3 separate regions of the Sus scrofa genome follow, and regions 1 and 2 are each linked to region 3. The links are chromatin contacts, called in public promoter capture Hi-C maps. All regions are on one chromosome and are shown on one strand. Each heading gives the region's core, a stretch centred on a gene start, on an enhancer-like site or on the middle of the called end of the contact. The rest is flanking DNA. Distances are from core to core; before and after follow the strand shown.

The links. Promoter capture Hi-C pulls out the DNA fragments that hold promoters and counts their contacts.
Region 1: a contact with region 3 is called in a promoter capture Hi-C map of liver, with 11 times the contacts expected there. The contact joins the enhancer-like site here to the promoter of TSC22D2 in region 3. A contact is called at or near these places in 3 of 5 promoter capture datasets (fetal skeletal muscle and liver), 20 of 47 Hi-C or Micro-C datasets (alveolar macrophages, brain, embryonic fibroblasts and 12 more) and 1 of 2 datasets of contacts at active chromatin or transcription factors (skeletal muscle).
Region 2: a promoter capture Hi-C map of fetal liver shows a contact between it and region 3, with 2.7 times the contacts expected there. The contact joins the promoter of SELENOT here to the promoter of TSC22D2 in region 3. A contact is called at or near these places in 1 of 5 promoter capture datasets (fetal liver), 4 of 47 Hi-C or Micro-C datasets (epiblast stem cells, heart right ventricle and liver) and 1 of 2 datasets of contacts at active chromatin or transcription factors (alveolar macrophages).

The regions. Positions count from the first base shown.
Region 1 is chr13:90,441,074-90,443,913 of Sscrofa11.1, forward strand. No RefSeq gene overlaps it. Among named protein-coding and RNA genes, the nearest start is that of TSC22D2, 200 kb to the right of the region's middle. Within about 2 kb of position 1,483, at least 23 of the 83 cell types and tissues checked have an H3K27ac peak or open chromatin away from gene starts, as enhancers often do. A contact at or near this core is called in embryonic fibroblasts, fetal liver, liver and 1 more, where this site is marked.
Region 2 is chr13:90,817,073-90,819,785 of Sscrofa11.1, forward strand. It overlaps SELENOT (selenoprotein T), which reads left to right and starts at 1,337. Exons shown (of 5, transcript NM_001163408.1): 1 at 1,337-1,507. The coding sequence starts at 1,371. It also overlaps the pseudogene LOC102163661.
Region 3 is chr13:90,638,976-90,641,848 of Sscrofa11.1, forward strand. TSC22D2 (TSC22 domain family protein 2) reads left to right here and starts at 1,520. Exons shown (of 3, transcript XM_005652407.3): 1 at 1,520-2,873. The coding sequence starts at 2,563.

The DNA.
Region 1 (2,840 bases), core at 233-2,732, 200 kb before region 3:
TGGGGATTTGCCTCAAAATAATCCTTGCTTGGGGGATGGAAGAATATATTGTCCATGGGTTGATAATATTGAAACTAGGTGATGAGTACCTGAGTTGGCTTTGGAAAAAATTTTTAACACTCCTACAAATTGATAGGGAAAAAAGGCAACCTAAATGAAAAATAAACAAAGGGTGTAAATGGGCAATTCATGAAAGAAATATACATGGCCAAAAAACATATGCAAAGTGCTTAACCTTGCCAGTAACGAAGAAGTGGCAAATATGAAAAAGCAATGAAAGATCAATAAGAATAGGGGGAAAGAGGTATTCCCACCGGTATGACCATATTGAAGGATCATTTGGTAGAATTCTTCAAAATTTGAAATGTGCATTTCTGTAAACTCAACAGTTTCGCTTGAGGTATACCTATCTTAGAGAAATGGTCAAATGGGTGGACAAGAATATCAGTCTATTGAAGTATTTTTTTTGAAATGGCAGCACCCTAGAAGCAAAACAAATATCCATCAATGGAGAAGTGGTTAACAAAAAGTAGTTAAAACATGATATAGGGGCCCTCCCACAGCAGTTAAAAAGAAAGACCCTGTGGGCTGATGTGGTTAAGAGCTCTAGGACATATTGTTAAGTGAAAAAATCATCTTACAAAGGACTGTGTTCCATTTGATCTCACTTCTGTAAAAATAAAACTAAAATACCTAGAACAAGTCCCCCTAAAAATGGTATATTTGTAAACATTCACACATGTATGTATGACTTGGTATATATATATCTATATCTCTATATATCTATATATAGAGATATAGATATACACACACACACACACATATTCTGCTTCGTTGATTTTTTGTAAGAGTACATCCACAGTGCTTGTGTAATTTTCTTTCACTTTATAAGGTATTTGAACATTGAATTTGGCAACAAATACAGCGTGAATGATCTGAGCAGGCGCAGTTTCCATGGTGCAATGGGAGATGGACCATCATGGACTGGGAGCCTGGTAGGTCCTCCTCAGAGGTTATGCCTCACGCCAGGCGCTGCCCCACGCTCCCCTCCAGGTCCCATCAGTGCAAAGGGAACCAGCCAAGCTGTAAGATGCAGAAACTCAAACACACACATTTTTCCTATTTAAAAAGATTTCCTAAATGTGTCTTGTCATAGGATTTTAGGGCCAGGAGGGATCTTTGAGACCAGCTCATTCAGTCCTGATTTTTAAGGATGAGAAAGCTAGGGTCCAGAGAATCTCAAAGAGTAACCCAAAAGCCCCCAGACTGTTTGGCTACATACCAAGAGCACAGCCGGGAAAGCATGCCCAGGAAACTTCTGAACGTTTGGGAACCATGAGGAAGTAACTGGGGAATTATGTGTTCAGGACGAGCATCCAGATTAGAATTCCTGCAAAGTTGCTGACAGCCACATATGAGTGACCACATCCAGCGATAAATCACCAGGATCAGGAGAATGAATCATCCCAGGCTTTGTTCTTTGTAGGACAGCACATTTTTCTCTGGCTCTCTCTGTTCTATATCAGGAGATTGTTTCCACCGGGGTCACTGGGCTGAAGGACCCACTAAATTTGGCCTCATTCCTGTCTTGGCAAGCTGCCGTGGCCAGGGTGATGGAGGAGTGTTTACACGTGTCAGGTCCCAGGAACATTTTCCCTGTTCTGCCTGATAAAGCCCAGAGTCAGATGGGCAGAGTGGTGAAAAGAGCACTGGACGAAGAGTCAGCCAGCTCGGAACTGGATTCTGTTACACCATGAACGCAGTTGTATAAGCTTGAGCCAATCACTTGGAAGTCTCTAAGCATGCAAAATCAACAGGTCTTGTGTTTTGGGAACCTGTTTGGGAATGAAAGTAGCTTCCAGCCTGAGGACCCACTTTCAGAATAGGTCCTCTCAAACAGAGTGAAAAAAGAAACACAATGTTGGGCCATAGTTGTATAGAACCAAGGCCAGACACAAAGGAAAGGACAGGAAGGACAAAGTAGCCATCATTATTCCATCTGTGTCCAGGGAGAGCAAGTCAGTTCATTCTCAGAGCCAACTCTTTGTTTTTTGTTTGTTTGTTTGTTTGTTTTGGCTGTGCCCATGGCATGCAGAAATCCTGGGTCAGGAATTGAACCTGTACCGCAGATGTGACAATACCAAATCCTTAACCCACTGCTCCACCAGAGAACTCCAGAGCCAACTCTTTGTAGTGGCTGCCTGGAGCAATGTGTTGGGAAGGATGAGAATTAAGGTGGCGCTCAGAGAAGAATATTCTCTCATCCATTAATGACGTCTGCCACAGGTGAGGAGGGGATAGAACGGGATAGGGCCCATCATGTTTTTGTTATTCCTGCACCCAGTTACTACATTGATGTTCCTATAACCGTGAGCCCATAAACCCAGTGCAAAGCAGGAAAATGCATGGGATGAAATCTTAGAAAATTTCAGGAAGCTGGCTCATTTGGGATAACAGAGCAAGGAATAAGGAAGGCTGGGTTCTGTTCTTTGGTCTGTCATTAAATAATTAATAATCTTGGCAGAAATCATTAACAGGTTGAGATCCCTATTGAAACCGAGTCCCCCTAAAACTGAGTTCCCCTCCAAGTTTATGATTAACCTCTCCTTCCAAAACTTTTTTCCCTTTCTTGTTCTACCCCTATTTCCCTCAGGATTGAGGAGTATCAAAGAAAAGGGGATATGGAAGCCAAACAGGATCCTGCAGGGCCCTCCCAGGTACAATCCCCTCTGATTCCCTCCGCATATTGTTTGACCTTCCCTGAGTTCCAAAGAGCAGACCTAAGCAGTTAATGATTAAAACGACGGAGTTACAGAACCCCTTTCTTCCAGAAGGTATAT
Region 2 (2,713 bases), core at 87-2,586, 180 kb after region 3:
GTAAGTTCCCAGGCCAAGGATAAAACCCAGTAGCCCAAGCCCCTGCAGGGATAAAACCAATCCTTAACTCACTGTGCCACAAGAGAACTCCTAGGAACTAGAAAACTTTTTTTTTTTTTCTTTTTAGGGCCGCACTCACAGCATATGGAGGTTCCCAGGCTAGGGGTTGAATCAGAGCTGCAGCTGCAAGTCTACGCTGCAGCCACAGCAAGCCAGATCCAAGCTGGATCTGAGACCTACACCACAGCTCCCCACAATGCCAGATCCTTAACCCACTAAGCAAGGCCAGGGATTGAATCAGCCTCCTCATGGATACTAGTTGGTTCTTAACCTGCTGAGCTGCAATAGGAACTCCTAGGAAACAATTTTTGTTCATGTGCTTACATTCAAGTTATTGGCTATTAGGAACTATAGGAATATGCATTTATTGAGAACTTACTGTTTCTTGAACTCATAACTGATGTATTTTATAACTGTAATACCTGGGCTAAATGATCCAGAATGACTGACATTTATTAATTTTGAGACTTAATTTTGGTCCCGATTTGAACAAATGAACAATAAAAAAATAAACATTAAGACAGGAAATTTAAACAGTGAATATTTTGGTACTAAGTAATAATTTTTTTAAGGTGGTATTGTATTGTGGTCAAGAATACCACCAAAAGAATATCTTTTAGAGATACATGCTTTTAAAAATCTATAGATGAGGTAATATGTCTGATATTTTCTTCTCTGGTGGAGAAGTGGTTAGAGCTATACAGAAGTAAGATACCCAAATGCCAGTAATTGTTAAAGGTCGTTGACAAGTTAAGGTAATTATTTTCTTGTATTTGAAGATTTCCAAAGGTCTTCAAAAAAAATTCTTCTAGGCGAGAGCAATATTGCAAGTTTAAACAAAAGGCTGCAGCACGCAACCAAAGAGTGAAACATTATGTATCTTAAGGCGTAGGCTTTCTCTTGTATCTCCCACACGTGAATCAAAGCTGTTAAACAGCTGTCCCTAAGTGCCTCAAGGGAGATAAATGTCCGAATTACATGAAAGTGTATGTGGAACTCAGGTGTAGTCAGGAGGTATAATTAATAGGCTACGTTGACGTCCCACCAGCTGTTTAGGTCCCTCCCTAATCATCTCACTCTATCCCAGAGCCTCTGCAAACATCCAAGATGGTGGGTCAGGACCGTGAAACAGGTCAGCTCTCCCTCCCAGAGCGTGCGCGGGCGCCGGAACACGCAGGCGCATTCCTGCTTCCCTACCCGACCTTGGCGGATCGCGCCTGCGCGGTGGGGAGCAGCTCGCGGCTCCGGCTCGGCCTTGGGCTGGCTGCAGTCTTAGTGTGAGGGCGGCTGGAGTGGCTGGCACGTTTATGATGAGGCTTCTGCTACTTTTCCTGGTGGCGGCGTCGGCGGTGGTCCGGAGCGATGCCTCGGCCAACATGGGAGGCGTGCCTGGCAAGAGATTAAAGATGCAGTACGCCACGGGGCCGCTGCTCAAATTCCAGATATGGTGAGTATATGTGCCGGGCCCCAGCCGCGCCGGTGTTCCTCTGCCCGGCGCCTTTCACTACTCGAGGCCCCTGCTTCACGGCCCAGAGGACTTAACCGTCCCTGGTCCGGAAGAACGGCGCCAGCAGCCTTCCGCTGCTTGCCCTCTCCCGAGCTCTTCTCGGAAATGGCCAGGCCGCCCTCCTTGCCTCCAAGCACAACCGCTCACTTCTCTTTTGCTTTATACAGTGGGAGGAGTGGGGAAAGAGGACACAAGAAGGTTAAATGCTGAAAGGCGCAGACGCGGGGACGCTTGGAGCACCGGGCGGCGGCGTCACGCCATGGCTACCCGGCTTTCTGCGGTGGTGGGCATGAGTCGGCGCAGTGTCGGCGCAGGAGCTTCCAGCGTTTGTCACTTGGTTCACTTTTCTCCTAGCCTTTCGCGGGTTTTGCCAGGTGGCGTCGCTGCCCCGTTTGGTGAAGGTTAACTCAGGTCGTTGGGGGGGACCTGCTAGCGACAAACGCCTTTTTCTCCAGGATCTGCCGGGGTGACTGTCGGGTGAGGGAATAGGGATTCTGACAGCTAATAGGCATGGATGGGTCCGGGAGGCTCGTTCTCAGTTTGCAGTTTCCAAAATGTCTTTGCAAAGGAGCACCTCGCTCTTCTGACTACCGCTCGCTCCCAGACAACTGGGTCTTCTCCCCCATTCCTCTTACTCGCACCTCCAGGGAGTTCCCTGCTCTGGCATCTCTTTCTACCTTTCAAATCTCTTGGACATTCAGAAAATTAGAGGAAACAACCCTTTTCACCCCCAACCCGGCGGTTTTCGACGGTGTTCTGTAAGTGGTTTTGTTGTTACCTAGTTAAGTATTGGAAGCAGAGCAGTAATGCACATGCTAAGGTAAGTGGTGTTGGAGAAGGTTTGAAAGGCTCAGATTAAAAATAAAAACCAAAATTGTAAAATTGTGGAAATTAGAACCTGTATCTCAAAAGATGACTTTATTTCAGTATAGGATGGTCAGATTAGAGGCCATAAAGCATTTAAAATCATCTTTTTTCAAACTTCATATTTTAATGTAACGGTACTAAAGTTTAGATTTTCTACTTACCCAACTAGTTTTTTGCTTAATCTTTGGAGTCTAAGCAAATCTTTAAAATTAAATCAATTTAAGTAACGTTTGAAGAGAATCAGAAAATAGGATGGTGTTTATTTTTGGAGTGAAAACT
Region 3 (2,873 bases), core at 270-2,769:
GATGATGGTGCTTTTAACAATCTGGTAAATCAATCCAAAATCAAATTAAGTTTTTATAAATTCATATTGGATGTAACCAGTTGATCTTATTGATGGAAAACAGTCTCCAGCAATTACTGAAATTACACATTTCAAAATGAAACATTCTATTAGCTATCTCTGCCACAATAGCAGCATAATGTTACACTTTGTTCCTTTATTCCCCCCCCACCCCCTTAAGAAACAGGGATGTTATTATGTGGTCTTATTTCACATCCTGTCTTCAGTCACTTGGGTTTGGAGGGCATGGTTTCTACTGGTAAATGACATATCTCTGTATTTTATTTACAACTGAGGGCCTTAAAAAAAACTGTAAATTTTAATTATCAGAACATTCTTAGGGATAAAAAGTATTTTTATTCTTCAAAAATTAGAGAACTGAGTACAATGATTAACTGATTTATGTCAGTCATCATGAGGAAATTTTGATTTACATCAAGACATCTTAGATTTTACCTAAATGATGTATGTCCAAAGTTCAAGAGTCCCCTTCCTCACCATTTTTTATCTGTTTATAAAAATGGCCCTTACCATTTTCTTCTACCAGAAAGGAACTAAACGGTGATAAATTCTCCACTACTTTCATAGCTACTTCTGGACAGGAAAGGGTGCTTTCTAACGTTTTCTGATTGTTCATGGCCCAATCCAAACCATCTAACACTCTGGCTCCTACTAAGAGTTTTAGAATAAACAAAAGAAAGAACTACAACTATTTAACGCAGTAGGTTCTACATTTATGGAGCCCATAAGCTGATTTCATGCTGAAAGTAAAAACAGTCTCAAGATGTTTAAATGAACTCTTCGATGCTGGAATCACAACAAACTCAAGAAAATTAGGAATATGTTGGTAACCTCTAATCTTTTTTTAAACTGACCTCAGCCTGGGCAAGTAACCATCTTCTGATGCCATTGCCTGAGACAGAATTTCTGGCTGAAAGATCCTTTTTCTGACTCAGTCTGGCTTGCTATTCTTGGTTAATCATCCCCATTTCTCTCAACATTTCACTCCTCTGACTATAATAGATAACATTTATTTTCAGGAAAGACTTTTTAGGTGATTCGGTTCCTCCAGCCGCCTCCCTCTTTATTCTAGTTAAATACCCCAACCCCCATTCCCATCACCTTGTTTCACTAAGATTTTGCTAAACATTAGACACAGTAAGCACATGATCTCCAGTCTTCCAGTGTCTTGGAAAAAACTGATATAAAAACATTCGATTGGCGCGGCTGGAAGTTTCTCTAGGCTTGGAATTTTAGAGTTTTTAGTTGTTCAACTCTTAAAGACCGAAAGAGCAAAATATAAAAAAAATTTTTAAATAAAAAACCGCTCCCCTTTCTTAACCTTTAGCCCCGCCCATTGCCCCCCCAGCCTCCACGCGAAACTGCAGGAAACCGGAGGAGGCGGGGCGGTGACGTCACGACGCCGGTGCGTCACGGAACGGCGGCTGCGGCGCTGGCGGTGGCTGCGGCGCGGCGGCATTTTAGTCGGCAGCAGCGGCGGCAGCAGCGGGGCTGCTGCTACTCCCAGCATCCTTGGCGCGGCCATTTCAGCCCCATCTTGGCCGAGGGGAGGGAGCTGCAGCCGTCGCTTCAGCAGTTTGAATTTCAGTTTCTCCAGGACCTGCGAACTGGGCGCACCGAGGAGAAGCCTAAGAAGCTACCGCCGCTACCTCACACAGCTGGAGCGCCGCCGCTCGCCGGCTAGCCGGCCGCCGCCCCTCACTCTCTCAAGAGCCGCGAGGGGAGGCCGAGACCGCCGCCGCCGCCCGCCTGCGGGGGTGGCTCCCCCTGTGTAAGGGGAGGACCGAGCCGGCTTTCTCCTCCCCCGGAGCGGGTTTCCGCCAGAGACGGTCGACATGTCCCTGGGGTTGAGCTCCGGCTAGAGCCGGGGAGGGAGGGCCGCCCGCCCGCGCCGAAGCTCCGCCGCCCGCCCGCGGCGCCTGGCTGAATCAGGAATCCCGGCTCCGGACTCGCCACTCTTTCTCCGTCCACCCTCGGCGTCCGAGAGCTCGGAGCTGACGCCGGCACTGGCTCTAGGAGCCGGAGCGGGGCAGCACCGCCCCTCACGCCGCCGCCGCCGCCGCCGCCTCCTCCCCTTCGCCCTCCCACTCCCACCCCCAGCCAAGGCCTGCTGACCGCGCCGAGCGCCGAGCTGGACTGACCACGGCAGCCCGGAGACAAGAGGAGGAAGCAGCCGGCCCGCCCCTGGAAACGCGCTCTCGCCGCTACTGGGGGTATTGAATTGAGGCGCCGCGGCTGCGGGAGGCGAGAAGGAAGGAGGAGCCGCCGCGCGAGTGAGACCCGGGCAGAGCCGGAGAAACCGACATCGAGAAGGAAACGGGAGGAGGATGTCTCACCGAGCAGCCGGTGCCCAGATCAGCCCGTGACTCGTAACAGCGTCGGGCCTCAGACCCCGGTGCGGACCCGGACTTTGTCTTTGGGGGCCGGTGCTCTGCCCTTCCTGGTTTCCGGCAAGATCGCAGAGGAGCCGCCGTGCCACTCTGCTCTCCAGCCTTCCTCACCATGTCCAAGATGCCGGCCAAGAAGAAGAGCTGCTTCCAGATAACCAGTGTCACCACGGCCCAGGTGGCCACTAGCATCACTGAGGACACTGAGAGCCTGGACGACCCGGACGAGTCACGCACAGAGGACGTCTCCTCCGAGATATTCGACGTTTCTCGGGCCACGGATTACGGGCCCGAGGAAGTCTGCGAGCGCAGCTCCTCCGAAGAGACGCTCAACAATGTTGGGGATGCGGAGACCCCTGGGACCGTCTCCCCCAACCTCCTCCTGGACGGGCAGCTGGCGGCCGCGGCGACCGCTCCCGCTAACGG